3 separate regions of the Gossypium hirsutum genome follow, and regions 2 and 3 are each linked to region 1. A link is a contact called in public Hi-C data. All regions are on one chromosome and are shown on one strand. The core of a region is the stretch at or near the end of the contact, and the rest is flanking DNA. Distances in the headings are between cores, read along the strand shown.

What was found. Hi-C and Micro-C count contacts between places; a contact is called where the count stands out from the background.
Region 2: a Hi-C map of leaf shows a contact between it and region 1, with 2.6 times the contacts expected there. The contact joins the promoter of LOC107896862 here to the promoter of LOC107896882 in region 1. A contact is called at or near these places in 3 of 34 Hi-C or Micro-C datasets (hypocotyl and leaf).
Region 3: a contact with region 1 is called in a Hi-C map of leaf, with 2.1 times the contacts expected there. The contact joins the enhancer-like site here to the promoter of LOC107896882 in region 1. A contact is called at or near these places in 15 of 34 Hi-C or Micro-C datasets (callus, hypocotyl, leaf and 2 more).

Annotation. Positions count from the first base shown.
Region 1 is chrA10:89,133,456-89,137,024 of Gossypium_hirsutum_v2.1, forward strand. LOC107896882 (actin-related protein 2/3 complex subunit 1A) reads left to right here and starts at 1,861. Exons shown (of 15, transcript XM_016822180.2): 1 at 1,861-2,148; 2 at 2,567-2,652. The coding sequence starts at 2,079.
Region 2 is chrA10:89,754,607-89,758,175 of Gossypium_hirsutum_v2.1, forward strand. LOC107896862 (ammonium transporter 3 member 1) reads right to left here and starts at 2,061. Exons shown (of 3, transcript XM_016822159.2): 1 at 1,230-2,061; 2 at 877-1,162; 3 at 141-810. The coding sequence starts at 1,889. The coding sequence ends at 290.
Region 3 is chrA10:89,695,085-89,698,653 of Gossypium_hirsutum_v2.1, forward strand. It overlaps LOC107896860 (U2 small nuclear ribonucleoprotein A'), which reads right to left. Exons shown (of 8, transcript XM_016822156.2): 8 at 2,328-2,513. The coding sequence ends at 2,508. Among protein-coding and RNA genes, the nearest start is that of LOC107896860, 8.0 kb to the right of the region's middle. Within about 2 kb of position 1,962, at least 7 of the 9 cell types and tissues checked have an H3K27ac peak or open chromatin away from gene starts, as enhancers often do. A contact at or near this core is called in hypocotyl and leaf, where this site is marked.

The DNA of each region.
Region 1 (3,569 bases), core at 611-3,110:
TAGTATTAGTTAAACGTTAGGTAACCATTGAGCCAATATTTGCTTTCATTTTGCTTTGCATAAAAAAACTATTGAAGACAATATACAATGATATTAAACCAATTTTTTTGAAAAAATACAAGTGTACATAGCCAAAAATACTACACTTAGGACACCAGATCCAACACTAACGTCATACTTCATGAATGATCTTTTCTTATACAATGAGCAAGGCATTAACGTCACGGCCTCAGGTTTCTACATTGTGACTTTAGGAAACGACACCTCGACTTTAGCATTTCACGTCGCAGTGTCACTCGCTGTTTGGCACGATCCTTATAGCTTGATCAGTCAACATTGTGCCTTTGGCTTCCTAACGTTGTGGCGTTGCATAGGACGTTTGGTTCTTCAAATCCAAACAATTAGCGTGGTCATGACCTCCAATCTTTTAACGTCACTACCTCAACCTTGGTCACCTTATGCCATTTTAGTCCTCCACATCGCGACGTCAAGCAAATCAATGCTGGGGCATGACTTTCTATTTGTCAAGCCTTCAAACCTTTATGTCCTTAGTCTTCCAGTCATCAACACATTATCAAAAACACAATTTATGCATCGTATATTACCAAAACTCTAAAATAACATCAAAATAATAAAAGTGACACAAAACACAAGCATATCCATTAATGACCTAAAACATGATTTGACCTTAAAACAATTCAATTTCACTCAAAAGTAAGCTAAAACAAGCATGAGAGGACAATAATTAGATATACATAATTATCCCTTATCAATCACCTAACTTTCATAAATTTTCAGTTTAGGTATCGAAAATAAAAATTTTGTAAATGGGCACTATCATTACATACAATTATCATTTTAGTCACCGCTGTTACATACTTTTATCATTTTAATAACCCAACTTTAGTACATTTTCATCTTGGTCATTCATTTTATCTTTTTAATTTTCTTTATTTTTTCATTTTTAAGAATCAATTTTAGTTTTTTTAGAAAGGGGAAAAACCTGGTTATTATAGGGGAAAATTTGGGTTAGAAATATAATTTTTTATTTTTAATTTTCTTTGGTTTTTTTTTTCTTTTTAGAATTAATTTTAGTTTTTTTCTTAGCGAGAGGGAAGGGAAAATATGGGGTTTATAGGGAATTACCTTAGTTATTATAGGATAAACTTAGTTTGTTACAAGAAAACCAATTTATCTTTTCATTTCCATATTATTTTTCCCTTTTTAGAATTTTTTTTATAGTAAAAGGGAAAACCAATGTTTTATAGGAAATTATTTTGTTATTTATAGGAAATTACATTTTATCTTTTAATTTCCTTTATCTTTTTTTGAAATTAATTTTAATTTTTTTCAGTAAAGGAAAAGCTTGGGGGGTTTACAAGCAATTACTTAAATTTTTATAGGAAAAATATGAGTTTTTACATGGAATTAAGTTACCAGTGAAAAGATGAAATTAAGTTATTAGTGAAAAGCTTGGGTTTCATCTCATAGCGGAATAACTTAATTTATTGTCAAACCTATATTTTCTTTGAAAAAAATTAATTTTAAAAAGAAAATAAGTGATTAAAATGAAAATTTATTAAAGTTGAGTGATTAAAATGAGTATATGCAATGGTAAATTAAAGGCCAGTGGCTAAAATGATAAAAGTATGTAATGAAAGTGACTACAATGATATATGTAATGGCAATGCCCATATTGCAAACTTTTTAATTTTGGTGCCTAAAATGAAAATTTATGAAAGTTAAGTGACCAATTGTGTAGTTTATCAAAAAATGAAATGAGGTAATGGAGAAAAAAATGAGAAGTGGAAACTATAAGGGCTAAATGAATGTTTAGCCCATAATTCAACCTGCTGAAAAGAAAAAAACAAAATCTAAAAATCCCCAAAGTCGACGGGTGAGAACTTGTCCAATCGCACCTCTATTGGTATTTGGTATCTAGTCTAGTCTTTCAAGCTTTCCGTTTGTTAACAGAGACTTTAAACCGAAGCTGAGATCGCTTCACAGTTCTTTCTCTTCTCCAGAGATCTCTCTCCATCTCATTCGGAGCTCAATATATCAAATTCATCAGCTTAAAAATGGCGGCCGTCGCCGTTCACCAGTTCGCTCAGTGCATCACTTGCCATGCTTGGAGTCCCGATCACTCCAGTAAATTCATTCATTCTTTTAATTTGTTTCTGTCGAAATTCCATTCCCTCTCTTCATCTTTATGTTTCGGTTGGTTGCTGTGAAAATGTAGGAAATAAAAGAATGTATATATTTGAGTTAAATGTTATTGTGATGTGATATTTGTCTTAGAAATGTAAAATTGAAGAGGAAAATGAAATTAATGGTCAATTTACTCTTTCTTTACATTACTTTCTCATTCTATATTGCTCCATTTTTTGGTGATATGCTGGATTTAGAACTAATGATACATGTTTAATTAAAATGATGCGTGTTTTTAGAACTTTTTTTTTGTTTTGAGAATTTTAGAACTAATGATTTGGTTCTGTTTATTTTAAATTGCATGAGATATTGTTTTCTGTGTTTTCTACATATTTAATTCACTTTCTCTTGCCTGCAGTGGTAGCATTATGCCCAAATAATAATGAGGTTCACATTTATAGATTGGTGAATGACAAGTGGGAGAAAGTTCATGTTCTTCAGAAGGTACTTTATCAAAAATTTTCCCCTATAGACCACCAAGTTATGATTTAGTCCTATTATCTATGCTGTATGTCTTAACTCATCTCCAATAGTTATTTGAAGTTTCATTTTGGAGTCATGTTGTGTGGTACTTTTGGAACACATCAATTTGCAAATTGGATATGACTAGAAGTCTAGAACCTAGGTTGAAGCCTCTCTTTAACTAAGAATAAAAATGTTTCTTGAAAAGGAAAATATGAGATGACATGATGGTTTCTTGTCTGAAATCTTAGCCTTTCTTAGTAAGTAAATAGAAGCACTGCCACAGCATGGAGGTCTGATGAATTTTTGGGTTTCAACCTATGGTATGATATTAGTCTGCCTTTTTACCTCTTTTACCTTTAACTGGACCGGAAAGCTCTATAAACCAAAGTTGGGAATTCTAAAGCAACCGGGAGATTTATTAGATTAGGTTCTGAATTGTGTGATGGGGATTACAGTAGTTGTGATAAAGCTAAAATTTAAAAGGCGAGAACAAAGAGTAGCAGCCTATGATGAGATTAGTTCAAGAAAAAAAAAGCCATGATGAGATCCAAGATTCCCAAACTCATTGCAAAGTCTTGTCCGGACTGCAAATGATTGGAAATAAATTGTACTGATATTTTATAATACTTTTGATTCTTTAAATGTGCCCATGCTAGAATTGTTGGATATGCCTTAGAACAAGTTAAAAGGTGACTAGGTGAGATAGACCAAGTTATAATGGAAGCACTTTAAACTACGGATGTTGAGCATAACACTAAAACATGAGGACCTCCACAGTCTAAATAATCCACTCTTTTCGTGTTGAAGACAACAAGGCTGTTTAGTCTTCTTGTTCTTTTGGAAGGAAATTCTATCCTAGCATCATGTTTAGTTACTTATTTTTCTTCTTATAAAAT
Region 2 (3,569 bases), core at 811-3,310, 620 kb after region 1:
ATGTAACATTAGTTTAAAAAACGATATGACTGGTATATTCAAATCATCCATGAATGGAGTATAAAATTGAGGGGTTAAATATAATAATAGGAATTAAGCAATAAGTGAAGTAAAGATAATATGTTGTTAAAAGTATGAAGTTATTTTAAATTAATATCACTTCACTTTATTAAATTCAATTTTCATTTTATTTGTTGTGAGATAAAAAGAAGAGAATTCAAGCGTTATAATTCATAAGCATGTACAAGAAGTATACCTCCTGGTTATATTTGATGCTATAAAGTTTCAATTAAACCACTTGAGTAGCCCCTATTGAAGCCTTATTGTGAGAGGTATCATCAGAGTATTGCCCATGCCTAGTAGAATCGTACTTCTCCCCGTCACCCCATAGAGCGTACGCTTCTTCCCCGTGCACCGCGTCGTCTCCGATTATTAACTGTTCCTCCGTCATACGCAACGGGACGATCAAGTTTATAGCTACACAAATGATTGATGTGACGACCAAGTTCCATCCGATTATGAAAGCTCCGCCTGCTAATTGTTTCAGGATTTGGATCCCACCAGAACCGCCGTAGACGCCTCCCTTTGAGTTTACCACAGGTAAGAACATCGCACAGAGTTGAGGTTCTGCGAAGAGACCGGTCAGAACACCGCCAAGAAGCCCGGCTATGGCATGGGTATGAAACACTCCTAGTGTGTCATCAATATGTTGGAGCAATGACCATCTCTTGTGTACGATCATCATGGTGAACCATGGAACGCTACCTGACAGAATTCCAAAGACTATGGCAGCCCACCCTTGCACCAGACCTACATAATCATGGAATTAGTCAATATCTGTCCGACGCGGCATGCAAGTTGAAGGGTGGTTAATACCTGCACCAGGAGTGATGCTAACAAGACCTGTAATCATTCCTTGGACGGCACCAATGACTGAGGGTTTCTTGAAGAAAATAACATCAAGCCAAGTCCAAACAAGTAGACTAGTGGCTCCACAAATGTTTGTATTTAGAACTGCCATAGATGAGTCAACATTGGCTGAATATGGATCTCCACCATTGAAACCTGCCCACCCCATCCACAACAATCCTGCCCCTGCCAACATCAGTAGAACATTGTTGGGAGGAAACCTCTCTCTGTCCTTCTTTGATCTTGGCCCCACCTGCATTGAATTAATTAATAGATGAGAAAGGCACACATCATGCATGAAATTAAGATTAGGAGCTAACCCAATAGGCGGCAGTGAAACCAGCGATCCCTGAAGAAAGGTGAATAACATAACCACCAGAATAGTCCATGACTCCCCAGTGAAACAAGAAACCTCCGCCCCACAAGCTGAATGCACCCACTGTGTAACAAAACGTGAGCCAAAGCGGTACAAAAGCCATCCAGGCTTTAAAACTCATCCTTCCCAGCACTGATCCAGCGAGTATAACTAGTGTGATCCCCGCAAACACGCACTGAAACCAAACCATAGATGCCATAGGATAAAATGGAGTCACCATAGCTGTCTCCACCCGTCCGTCATCGTAGAACTGGGTCGTCGCGGGAAGAAGTGCTTGGTTTACAAGATACTTTTGGCCCAAGGCAGGCCCTGCTTTGCCCCAAAATGGCAAAAGCTTATGCCCAAAGGACATCTTGTACCCCCAAATCACCCAGCATAGAACTACGGCAGCAAAAGCATAGAGGGCCATGAAAGCTGAATTCACTGCCCATTTTTTCTTGACAATGCTACCATAGAGGATGACCAAGCCTGGCACACTTTGGAGGCCGACTAGCGTGGCGGATATCATCTGCCATGCATTATCTCCTTTGTTTAGCCAAACTGGGACTGCTGGTGTGCCTCCTTGGTAGGCCACTGGCACTGGGTTGGGAGGAAGAGCGGCCATGCTTGTTAGCCAAAAAAAAAAAAAGTGCAGGCTAGTTCAACGTTCCAAGTTCCATCAATAGCTTGGATTGTAGTATATAATAAGCTGTTCGAAGGAAAAGGATGTTATCATTATTATAATATATTATGAAGTATTAAGAAAGGCCTTTTTTGTATTAAATACAGTGTCATTATAGGAAGGCATGAGCAGGTTGCGTATGGTGATTTTTGAAGATTAATCTAAGAGAACGGCAGTTTTGTCTTATTACATCCACCAATCTCTTTCATCTTTTACGGTAAAATTTTTATTTTCAAAAATAACTTGGTTTTTTTTTTTTGTCATGAAATTGGAAACAGACTTGAAAAAAGAGGGAAAATGGAAGACAATTGGAAGCCATTGAATTCAGAAGAATTTAGGGATTTGGTGGAAATGAAGAAAGCGGGCTTTGAGTCAACACATGAAAAGTAAGGCCAATAAATTGGTTTCTATAAAAACCTAGATAATAAAATCATTTTTTTTCTTTTTACCGAAAATAAACTAAAATTAATTCTAAAAATTAATAGGATAAAATGATGTTTATGATAGAAGTCCAAGTATTTCCCATAAAAATTGGTTCGATCCTCTTATTTTGATTTCTCGAAATTCATGAATCAGGATCCTAATGCATATAGATACAAAATGGTCCAATGGGAGCAAGAATTTTCAGGAATCATTTTCAAGTAATGTTCGATCAATTACGTATTAATCAATATTCGATTGATTGGTTTGAGGTTATCGACAAAAAAGATTTGTCTAAGTCATTTCATTTCTTTTTGTCCAAGTTGCTTCTCTTTTTGTCTAACTCATTTCTTTTCTTCTTTGTAAGTTTCAGGAATATCCCCATTCATAGGTCTGAGATCCACATCTATGAACTGAAATGTCTGAATGATCAGCTTTGCAATTAGTTGTTAGAACCAATAGGTCTTCAAAATGTTCAGTTGAAAAAATTGAAACATTTCTTATTGGATGATCATAATGCTTCTCAAAAACTAAAATTCTTAATCAATGGAGAAATAATATCACCATTTTTGGTCAATAAGATACCAAAATGAATGATTGACTCATTCCATACTAGAAATAATCGCAGGAAATCTTTTGATAACATGGATTCCTATTTCTCAATGATATCCCACGATCAAGACAATTGGCTGAATCCCGTGAAACCATTTCATAGAAGTTCATTGATATCTTCTTTTTATAAAGCAAATCTATTTTGATTCTTGAATAATCCACATCACTTCTGCTTTTATTGTAACAAAAGATTCCCTTTGTATGTGGAAAAGGCTTGTATCAATAATTATAATTTTACTTATGGACAATTCCTCAATATCTTGTTCATTTGCAACAAAATATTGTATTTGTGCAGTGGTAAAAAAAACTATTTTTTTGAGGAGAGATACTATTTCACCTTCACCAATCGAGTCGCATGTATCTAACATATTCATATCTAATGATTTTCTACAAAGTAGTAACGAAATGTATAACTTGTACAAATCTTTCCAGTTTACAATTCGATCTGATCCATTAGTTCTTAGAGCTATTTACTTGATTGCAAACATTTCTAGAACACCTCTAATAGTGGGACAAATAGTCAATTTTGAAAGAACTTATTGTCAACGTCTTTCAAATATGAATCCATCTGATTCAAAAGAGGAGAACTTG
Region 3 (3,569 bases), core at 712-3,211, 560 kb after region 1:
TCCAAAAAGGCCAATTCGACCATGACTCTATGACTGTTTATTTAACTAGTCAAAAGATTTCTTCTAAGGGAAGAAACTCTTTTACAATGTACAAACTAAAATAACTTCCCACTTTCTAAGAAAATTTCCTAAAATTAATTTCACTTTCTTAATTAAAACAGATTTTTTAATTTAGAAATTTCCACAATAAATTTATCCAAAAAATTATACTTTTAGATATTTTACTAAATTGGTCATGACTCGAATTCCTAAACTACATTATGACTCGAATTCCTAAACTACATTGTTAAGTGCATTAAAAATCTTATCGAAATATATACATATTCATATTGGATAATCAACCAAGAGGATCCCATTCAAAGTTGGTCTCAAATTTTGCCTAAAAAAATCACTACTTTAGCATCTTCAACTTTATTAATTTTACTCCATCCTTACTTGAATCAACAGTTGAATCAACAGGGTTTGATATTTGCTGCATTAGTGAGAGATGTTAGTAAATATACAATCGACCTGAACTAGGTATAGCTGGTAATAATATAAACTTATCACTTAATTCACTCATTTTCATGTTTGTGGCTTATACATTACTATATAATAAAGCTTACCATGGCCAATATTGTGAAATTTGAAATGGATCCACCTATTAAACTAAGATTTGATTGCTTCAACCATTCAACTAATATAATTTAACCGAATTTTTTAAAGAAAAAAAACTACTTTAAAATGGTGAAACATCAAAAACCATGAACCCAAGTAAAAAGTCTATTAAGAAATTCATATGGCCCTGGCCTTTTTGTTGCTTGTGTTCTGTTTTTTTTTTCTTTTCTTTTGGCAATTGACTGATTGAGGTATTTGTTGTTATGAATGAATAGGGGTGTAAAAACCCGTTAACTGATTAAATCGAAATAAGTCGAATTAATTTAACTAAATTAAGTCATTTATCAATTTATTTGGTTAAGTTAAAAGGTGATATGGGTCGGGTCGGGTTGAGTCAGTAACAAAATTTCAAGTCGGCTTTATAGGCACAGGCTTGACTCGGTCCAAAAAATAGGCCTAAAATTTTGTTTAACCCTAGCCCAAATAAAAAAGTTAAAACCCGAGCCTGGACTAGCCCGCCCGTATTGGTTTTTATATTATTTTTATATATAAAAATAAATTTAAAAAATATAATACGTCAAATATACAAAAAATATTTAAAAAAATATTTCTCAACAAATTGAAAATATTTTTTTAAAAAAAATAGTCTTTATACTTAGATAATTCTAAGATAAGTACAACTTAACAAGAAAATACCAATAAAATAGTAGTAAAATTAAAAATAAAACAATAATTATACAATAACCAAATAATAATAACAAAATAGTAGCAATATTTGTGACGTTACAGCAAAACAACAGCAGTTTCTTTTTGCAAATTTTGACCTAATTTAACCTAGACCAAAAATAAACCTTACCCAAGAACTAACTTGTTTTCTAAATAAATTTTATTTTTTTTCCCAAATCTATTTTTTAAATCTAATTTTTTATTGAAATCTTCTCATTTTTCAGACACAACTTTGGACCAAGTTGAATGTCAGAATCCATGATAAGTGTAGGTCAAACATATCATTTTTTGTGATTTCATCAATCGGTGCTGGGTTTTGAGTTTTCAAACAGTATAAACTGATCTATTTCTTAAATAAATAAAAACTAATGTCGATACCCAAAATTTAAATGCCTAAAGCTCATATCCATACGATGGCAACGAAAACCCAAATAAATTTCCAGCCCAAAATTTACAATTTAATTAATTTAAATAAAATAAAAGAAAAAAGTCAATTTCTCCTCTAAGGCACGTGAAAGTCGACCCTTCGTGTTCATGCCCCACGGTCTAATAGATGTCTCAGAGTGGACTAAAAGTGCGGATATTCCCCTAAGAGCGGAAATCCCGCATCCAAAAGACTAGCAGCGTATTCGTCCCAAACAGTCTTTGTCCAATTCTTCCATCAATCCCATTCCCCTAACAGCTCCTTCTATCAAAGAGCCAAAGAGGGCATTCTTTCACAAGCGATTCTTGCACAATTTTTTACCTCTCGAATTTACATCAGATCCAGGTGCTTCCAATTTCTTTTGAAACTGAAAGAATACTTAACCACAAATCATGTTGGGTTAAATTAGATGTTTCTTTTCAATGAGATAATTATCACTTTTAATTAAATTGAAATTTATAATGTGAATATAAGATTGGAGTTTGTAATTTGATTCGATGTTTAGAATCATATTCTCAACCATCTCTGGGCGTTCCGCTCCCATCACCTTTGCACCAAGTCTAATATCCAAAGGATCAACTTAATAAAATCCACGCCAGATGCATTCACAACTATGTCAAAACCAGTAGCACAACAAAGGAGCTATAATCCATATCTCAATATCCAAACAAAATAGAGCTGAGTACTATCCTTTAGACTACGAAAATCGATATCCCAAATCCTTTGTTGCCATTCAACAATGCACCCAACTGATTGGCTGCTATTCCTGAAACAACAAATAAAATAAATAAATAAATAAATAATGAGACCACTTACCATATTAACCATACATGGCACATGAACACATATTAGAAACATCAATACATTCATATACGTGAAACTTACTTCAAGATAAAACACATAAAATCATCTATATATTGATCACACATGAAACTAACTTGTCATGAAAATTTGTCTATGAAGTCTAAGGATCTGAGCAACTTCGCACTGAACTACAATCCCAGACAAAATTTAATAAAATTTTCTCAACACTCAAACCATTTTTAGCTCAATCATCAAACTTAAAAATGGTCTAGCTGACCTTTTATTTTCAAGCTTTGTTATAAGTCAAATTTGAGCTCAAGGATGCTTTGTATCTTTTAAGCTAGTTAATAGATAGATCATTTATAACTTTTTAGCTGTTTCCCTTTTTGTTTTTATTTTAATATATGGGGCAGAAATTACCCAAACCCCATTCTACCTAACACTTAAATTAAGTCGGGCAGCCATTTTTAAAAATATGCATGCACACATACACAGGATGCAATACAGAAAAAGAAACTATATGACAGTGATTTTTACAAAATAAGGATACAGGCATCATGGAGATACATCAACAAAAAGTATATTCTCACCATCATGGAGATACAAAACTATTCGACTTTTGACTGATCAATTTTGTCTTAAAACTATTTTGTATTTTAGCGATCAAATTCTATATAGTACATATATAAACTCCCTCACTCAAAAGTTCGGAAATTCTTTTCTTTTTTTCATTTAATCACTTACAAGTTCAAACTAAAAGGAGCTTAAAATTGGATATACTTCATGAAAAATCAATCAATAACAACTTTTATATCAAAGTAGTAGCAAATATATAGTCATTTAAATTAACTTTAACTAAAATAATAATAAAGGATCGTTTAAAACACGTATATATAAAAGAGTTCAAAGCTGGATATGCTTGACCATGAAAAGTCAAGCAGAGACAATTTTAAGGGAGATAAGAACTATTAAAAAAATAAAGACATCTAAATTAATTTTAACCAAGTAATTAATAAAG